Regions from separate parts of the Oryctolagus cuniculus genome. Here region 2 is linked to region 1. A link is a contact called in public Micro-C data. All regions are on one chromosome and are shown on one strand. Each heading gives the region's core, a stretch centred on a gene start, on an enhancer-like site or on the middle of the called end of the contact. The rest is flanking DNA. Distances are from core to core; before and after follow the strand shown.

Evidence for each region. A called contact is a pair of places that touch in the nucleus more often than the background predicts.
Region 2: a contact with region 1 is called in a Micro-C map of ear pinna, with 4 times the contacts expected there. The contact joins the promoter of GNL1 here to the promoter of TUBB in region 1. A contact is called at or near these places in 2 of 6 Hi-C or Micro-C datasets (ear pinna and an unstated tissue).

The regions. Positions count from the first base shown.
Region 1 is chr5:139,719,407-139,723,138 of mOryCun1.1, reverse strand. TUBB (tubulin beta class I) reads left to right here and starts at 1,762. Exons shown (of 4, transcript XM_002714359.4): 1 at 1,762-2,076; 2 at 3,204-3,312; 3 at 3,630-3,732. The coding sequence starts at 2,020. MDC1 (mediator of DNA damage checkpoint 1) reads right to left here and starts at 273. Exons shown (of 14, transcript XM_070074262.1): 1 at 1-273.
Region 2 is chr5:139,858,530-139,862,261 of mOryCun1.1, reverse strand. It overlaps GNL1 (G protein nucleolar 1 (putative)), which reads right to left and starts at 2,051. Exons shown (of 12, transcript XM_051854896.2): 1 at 1,832-2,051; 2 at 1,261-1,426; 3 at 874-1,010; 4 at 618-769; 5 at 432-503. The coding sequence starts at 1,904. It overlaps PRR3 (proline rich 3), which reads left to right and starts at 2,506. Exons shown (of 5, transcript XM_008262677.4): 1 at 2,506-2,799; 2 at 3,002-3,118. The coding sequence starts at 3,019.

The sequences.
Region 1 (3,732 bases), core at 513-3,012:
CTCTGTACTACAGTCGTCGGCCGCGTCTGGTCCGGCCAGAGCGCCCTTTTCCGGTCCTCCCAGACATGGTGTCCGCTGACTCAGGAGAAACAAATGGGTTGCGGATTGCAGTCGTGGCTCCAGGCTGCAGTTTGGAGGACAGCCCGTAGGCGTGGCACTTGAGGCTCCTCACTGCAGTGGAATTTCATTGCCTTTTGATTTCGCTTGTTTAGTAGAAGTCGTGTCATTTCCTCCTGAGAATACATCCCCGACGGACATTTTGAGGACATTTTCCTAAACGGAAGATCCTAAAATAAAAATCCAAAGCCTAAGAGAGGAAACTGTTTTGCTAACCGTTTTAAAAGGTTGGCCTCACTTTTCAAGGGGCAAGGCAAGGATGGAAAGTAATTTATTTCATTATAACGAGACATGAAGAGACCAGGAAATAATTTGATAGGGATCTACTTTAGGTAGCTCTTTCCCGTTTGTTATCTCAGCTCGGGCCACGAGAACCAAACAGAAGTAGATTTTATCTCTGCAGCTCTGCGAAGTTAAATGACTCGCTGGGTTCCTAATGCAGAGACAAATGGAAACAAGTCCTCCAGTTCTAAATCTGAGCTCTTTACTGCAGAAAAGCTGCTTTCGTTGTGAGCATGCCCGAAAACATAAGATATTTTAATGGAGTACAAGGGTCCTACACTCACTTAACGCTCCTTCATTTGGAAGGTGATTTAGAAATGTGCGCTGATGCTGATGGAATGTGGATTAACAATGACCTTGACTGGGACCACACCTCTCTAGACTGGTGCTTACCGCATTTCTCATCGAACTGCAAGGTCCTGGAGGCCAGGGAACGGATTCTTAATCATTTTTGTATCTCTTGCTCCTGGGTTGGTGGATAGGTAGTACCTACCAAATGAGTGAGTCCTTGGGAAGCAGGTGGACCCCGTGGAAGCCCATTCCATTTTCCACTCTTTCAGTCACCCCTCCCCCTCTGCAATGGCCACCGCCCGCCTAGTCAGTGAAACTGAAACGCACCGATTTCATCAATCTGGACAGGCCGTCTGGAAAGACCGAAATCCTATGAAGCTTCAGACTCCCTAGTTCCCCGTTTTCACAAGAAAATCAAGCTGTTTTCCAAGGCCCACATCCCCATAACGGAGGCTGCAAATCTCAGCACTTCCTCTAAACGCTGCAACTTACTCCTTGAACAATAGCTACATCCCAAAAGACCCTCGCTACAGTTTTGTTTCTCTGTCGCAACTTTCTCAGTCCCAGACTCCCAGGGAGATATCAGGAAGGCAATCCGAGGGGGCAGCGGCTTATGCGGGTTCAGGCTTTGGGTCACCCAAGGGCCAGAGTGCTGCACCGCTCCCTGGTTTTCGCTGAGCTTAGCAGTCCTGTCTTCAGACAGCTGCTACTACAGGGAGCTTTCTGGGCGTGCCCTCCTCACCTCCCAGCCCCCGGCACCCAGGACTCCCCAACCCCTGCATCCCCGAGAACAGCCCCCTTTCTGCACAAAAGAACTCAGGCACAGAGGGAAAGAACCGCAGACACAGTCCTGCTCTATTGCAAACACACGCAGACGCGGCCGGTACCCACCCCTAGTCGCTGGAATTTTTTTTTTTTTTGCAGCGTGCACAACAATAGGGAACTACAACTCCCAGGGAGCACTGCGCTGGCCCGCCAGCGTGGAGACCAATGGGCGGCCGGCGCCTGTCGGCCGCGGCCAATCAGCGGCGGGCTCGGGGCGGCTTTGTCTGCAGAGCGGGGCGCGGGCTCGGTCTCCCGCCTCCCGGGCCGCGCACGCGCGCCCCGCCCTGCCGCCCGCCCTCCCCCGCCCGCCCCTCTCTTTTCTCCCTCTCCGAACCTTGGCGCTGCCGCGTTCGGACCTCGCTGCTGCAGCCTCCGGGGCACGCTCCATCCTCCCAGCCAGCGACCGGCAGAGAGACGGGAAAAAAACAATAACCAAATCCCAGACTACCCGAGTCACATAGTTCCTTGCCCCGCAGGCGAGCCAGAGAAAATTAGATTCCAACCATGAGGGAAATTGTGCACATCCAAGCCGGTCAGTGTGGCAACCAGATCGGTGCCAAGGTAAGCGTTTCCAGCCTCTTCTTGGAGCCGTCTTTCGTGCTAGAAAGCATGCTGTAGAGACGTTGGCGGGGCAGCCGCGGGCTCCACGCTCCCGCGAGCTTTGTTTTCGCCTGAGTTGCTGCCTGTGCCTGTGGCGAGCCCCCCGGCTCTCGGGAAGACGCGGGGCTCGTTTTCTCCGCCAGGCGCAATTTTTTTTGGGGGGGGGGGGGGAGACGCTCTGCCAAGGTTCTTTGTGCGCGAGGGGCGGGAAGACAGGACTTGGAGCGATTTCGCCTCGGAGGGTTTGCTAACGGTCCGCGCACAAAGCGGGGCGCGGTCTGGCCCACGTGCACCCCGCCGCGCTCTGGGGCTGGGGTAGGGGCAGGGGCGAGGCTGGGCCCCGGCGCGCGGGGTGGAGGCGAGGACCGTGCGGCGTTCATTTTACCTCTATTGCCCCTAGGAGAGCCCTTAGGGCGTGAGCGGACTCGGAGAGGAAGGGGGAGGGGGCTGGACTTTCCTGCGGGGCCGAATGGCGGGGGGACAGAATTTCTATTTAAAACTAGGTGAAGAAGCGAAGGAGGAGAGATTTCGGGGCTGACGGGGATTTTTTTTTTTTTTTTTTTGCGCGGGCTGTTACAGAGTAGCGGGGGCAGGGCAGGGAGGAAGTGCGGCGTTGTAGCCGAAGGGCGGGCCCGCGGGGGCGGGGCCAGGCGCGCGCCCGCGCGGAGGCCCCGCCCCTGGCGGCGGCGCGTACGCGGAAGCCGCGCCCCGGCCCCGCCCCCCGCGCGCAACGCCCTTCTTTGTCGGCGGCCCGGCGTGCGCGTGCGCCGCGGTCACGTGGGCGGGCGGACTGCGGCAGCGGCGGGGGGCGCGCGGCGCGGGTCCATTGTGTGCCGCGTGGACGGGCGGTGCCCGGCATGGGGGGCTGGGAGGGGCGCCTAGCGGCGTCGGGTGACCCCCGCGGCGCTCGGAATGCCGGGCCGCCCGGTCGCGCCGCGTTCCCGCCCCAGGCTCTGGGAGGCTGTGGCTGACTGCAGGGAAGGGCGCGGCCGGCACATAAAGGACCGTCAGGGCCGCTTTGCTCGCGTCTGCGGTGGAAACGAGGGGCGCGTGGCTGACTGGGGCTCTTCCCTCCGCCACGCCCGCAGTTCTGGGAGGTGATCAGTGATGAGCACGGGATCGACCCCACCGGCACCTACCATGGGGACAGCGACCTGCAGCTGGACCGCATCTCCGTGTACTACAACGAAGCCACAGGTGAGGCTGGGGCCTGGAGCCTCACCCGCTGCACCGCCTTCCTTATTTTAATACCGATTTCACAGAACTTCAGAAGCGTGCTTCTCTCGCTTTCACAATCTCCCCTCCCATTTTTTCCCGTTTAATTTTGGCCGTTATATTCCTGGGGATAGGACCGCCTTTCCTTTTGCGGAATCTGCACCAGGGCCGAAGCCTCGCATTGCTGCCACCTGGTGGCAGAACCTGGAACGACAGCTCCTGATTCCCCCCTGCTGTCTCAACCTCAAGGCACCAGGTTCTCCTCTCTAGTTCTCACTTCTCCACTTTATTTCCTGCAGGTGGCAAATATGTCCCTCGTGCTATCCTGGTGGATCTAGAACCGGGAACCATGGACTCTGTGCGCTCAGGGCCTTTCGGCCAGATCTTCAGACCAGACAACTT
Region 2 (3,732 bases), core at 802-3,301, 140 kb before region 1:
ACTCAGGGTAGCCCAGCAGCACAGTCTACAGCCTCAGCCCCCCCCCCCCCCAACACCGCACGTGGGTTCTACAGCGACCAGAGTGGCCGGGCTAAGACGACAGAGGGGGAAAAGGCATCTTTGGCCTGGGCAGCATGGAGCTCCCAGCTGGCTCGCAACACCCTCTGGAGCTCCACACTGGGGCTTTCTACAGGGCCAGCTCTGCTAGGCTCGGAGTCAGGATAAACAAGGTGAAGGCGTGTCAGCTGGCCAGGAGAGGAGTGACAGACTATGGTGAGATGGGAATGAACAAACTGAGTTCCTGACTGCAGTTATCAGCACAGGGTAGGGGAGGCTGGAAAGAAAGGAAGAACAAAACCTCTCTGTCTCCAACCCCCACCCCTGCCCTTCATCCTCTAAGAACCTCCCTCCCTCCCCGCCCCCGCACTCACTGGATGTCGGATATCAGTGATAAGCAGGACAATGTCCGACATCTCTAACACTCGCCACAGCTGTCTCCAAGTCTGCAAACACAAGATTGGGGGGCGAGAACTTGAGGCAGAGCCCCCGTCTCGCCTGACCCAGATCGCCCAACCGCGGCTCGCTGTGGCCCGGTCCCGCCCCCAGCCCGCTGTCACCTCCAGATTGTGCTCAAAGTAGCTGAGTTTCTCTGAGGTGAACGCCCCGTGGATCTTCCCAAGGTACTCCTGGAAGCTCCGCTCCTCCTGGCTCATCAGTTGCTCCTTGGACATCTCATAGCTCCAAGGTGGGCGGCGGGGGAAGTCCAGCACTGGGGATCCATGGAGAAGTGCAAAGAAGCAGGAGAAGTTTCAGGACCCCTGGCTGGCTCACTGTCCGCTCACCCGTCCACCCCGGGGTCTCGCTCGCTCTCACCTGAGCCGGGCTGGTAGACCTCCCGGATGTCCAGCTCCAGCAGCTCGGCGCTGACCGGCTGCAGCACCTGCTCCCGGGCTGCTCTCTTCCTCTTCTCCACCTCCTCCCTGCTGTCCCGCTCGAAATGCAGCCGGTATCTAAGGAAACACGGGCCGCGGTACCCAGCGCCAGCCCGGGAGCCAGACAACTTCGCCAAGCTTTCTCTCCGGAGCCGCTGAGAGTCTCTCTCCCAGCCAACCGTTCTCTCCTTCCCACAGTAGCGAAAACCAGACTCTCGGGCCCCTTTGTCAGGGAGGGCTGCGGCGGCTTGGGGCGGGGGGAACCTCGACCCGCCAGCAGCCGGCTTGCCCTGGACGCCCGGGGCCAGAGTCCCCCCTCCACGCTCACCGATTCGGGTCGTAGCCCCGCGGACCCAGGCCCTGGGAAGGCTGCTGATTAAGCCTGCGGATGTGATGGGTCACAGACTCCCCGTCCGAGGTGTCAGTCTGCTCCTCCCGCCGCTCCCGGCTCCCGCTGCGGCTGTTGGAACTGGAGCGCAGCCCATCTTGAAGTCCTGCGGGGAGGGGCCGGTGACGCCAGCGCTGGCCGGCTCTCAGGGGCCATAAGACCCCCCCCCCACGCCCCCGCCCCGGCCCCAGCCCCGGGAGGCCTGGCTCCCCTCCACCCACCCAACTTCCTCCGCGGCTCGGCCCTCCCAGCCACGCGCCCCAGGACCCCTCCGGATGTGCGCGGGGGCAGTCGCTGCTCCAGGGAGCTGCGGGAACGGCTTCCCCTCCCCCAGCTCCCCATCCTCGCCCACCCCTTCCAGCTATGGGGGAACCCCTCCACGGCCGCCCGCGCACCTCGGCGCGCGCTCGCCGCCCCCTCCCACGCCCCCTCCCCAGGTGCAGCGGGCACACCCCTCCCTCAGAGGTGCGGGAGCCCGAGCCCCGCCCCCTCCGCCCGCTCCCGCACTGACCTCGCTTCCGTTCGCGCTTGTCCTGCAGCTGCTTCTTCTTCTGCTTCACGCTGAAGGGCTTCTTCCTCGGCATGGCCCGGACCAGTCACCGGGCCCGCCCCTCCGCCGAGCTCCCGCCGCCTCAACTGACTCCCGGGGGCAGCCCCCGCCGCCAGGGCCCGGGACCCTCGAGGAGGCGGGGCTAGCGGGTGACGTCACGGACGGGCCGGGCCGGCCGGCGGCGACTGCCGGGACGGAAAGCAGACACGGGGTGGTCACGTCTCTCCCGGAGCGAGGCGAGGGGCTGAGGGGACGGGGCAGGCGGCCGGCACGTGAGAGTCAGCGGCACCGGCGGGGCGCAGCGGCGGTGGAGGAGGAGGCGCGCGTGGGAGGATCGGGCCCGCTCCGTCACGGACGCTACCAACGGGCGCCCGCAGGAGGGGGGGCGCGTGTCATCACTACCTTGCGCTCCCGGGAGACGCTACCACTCACCTGGCGGGGGCGGCGGAGCGGAGGGCGGGCCCAGCTACCTTCGGAGGGAGGGGGCGGGGACGCGCCGAGGCGACAGCACCGAGCGGGGATTGGCCTGGGTGGAAAGCGGAGACGGAGCACCCCGAGAGGGAAGCCCGCTTGCTGGCGACTCGTGGGGCACGGCCGGAGGTCTTAAGGGGCGGGTGGCGTTCTGCCGGTTCCCGGGCGCGGACCTGCTGGGACCCGAATTTCGATGCTAACGGGCGGGTCTGCAGATCCCAAGCGCGGGCGGGAAGGGAGACCCAGGTGGGACAAGGACTTTTGGAGGGAGGTCAGAGGGCACCGAGTTGTGCCTGCGGCTGTTCCCATGGTAACAGGGCACCGGAAGTGGCGACGTTAGGACGCGACAGCCCGCTCTCAGGCCGTCCGGCCCGGAAGCCCGTGGGCTCTGCAGCACACTGTGGTGTTTCTTGGCGGAGGAGAGGGCACTTGTAAGCACTTGGAGAGATGCAGCAAAGGTAAGGTTTGAGGTTGCCGCCGTGCCTAGCAGAGCGGGAGCGGGGCGGTTTTCGGGCGGGTGCGGCCGCGGCAGGGGCTCCCCGCTGCCTCCCGGAAGTGGAATGGCGGGAGCCTCAGCCCCGCTGCCCACCGGGCTCCCCCCGGAAGCGGAAACAGCTTCCAGCGTGCCCCTTCCTCACTGCCCTCCAAATCCCGCTGCAGCCATTGCCGCAGCCACGATGCCGAAACGAAAGAAGCAGAATCCGCAGCCGCCGCCACAGCAGCCCCCACGGCCCGAGCGGGAGGAGACTGGAGACGAGGAAGATGGTTGTCCCATGGGTAAGGGAGCGCACGTTCTCGGCAGCTGGGCCAGGCTGGGGCCAGGGACTAGGCAGGTGCGGGGGAGGGGGCGCTCACGGAAGGCGCGAGGGCGCACGCGCAGGGGAAGGGGCTGTCCTGCATGCAGCTTTAAGCCAGGAGTTTACTCACCTGAACTCCTGGCCTTTATCCGGCCCCCAAACCTTTCTGGAGGAGGCGGGGGAGGAAAAGCTAAAGTGCGGAGTGCGCAGCCGCAGGAGGAGAGGTGCGCGATGTTGCAGGCTGTGGCGGGTGGGAGCGCAGTCTGAGATCAAACTAGGAGGGTAGAATGCAGTGCGGCCGCCTTTTAAGCACTCCCCTGGGGGAGGGGGAGGGGAAAAGAGCTGTTTGATTGGCCAGCAGTTCAGGTGGGGGATTGAATTAGCCCTGGAATTACCTAGGATGTTGTGGTTGCACCAGTATGAGGGAAAGACAGTGGTCAGCGTCATTCCTGCATGACCGGGTTTCCTGAGTCTCTGCTTTCTAGCAGAACATGGAAACAGCTTGGCAGAGGAAAGGGCCCACAGATGGGGTGAGAATGTGCAACACTGATGATACATAGCTCACTTCGCTGATTGAGTTAAGGAGTGCATTCT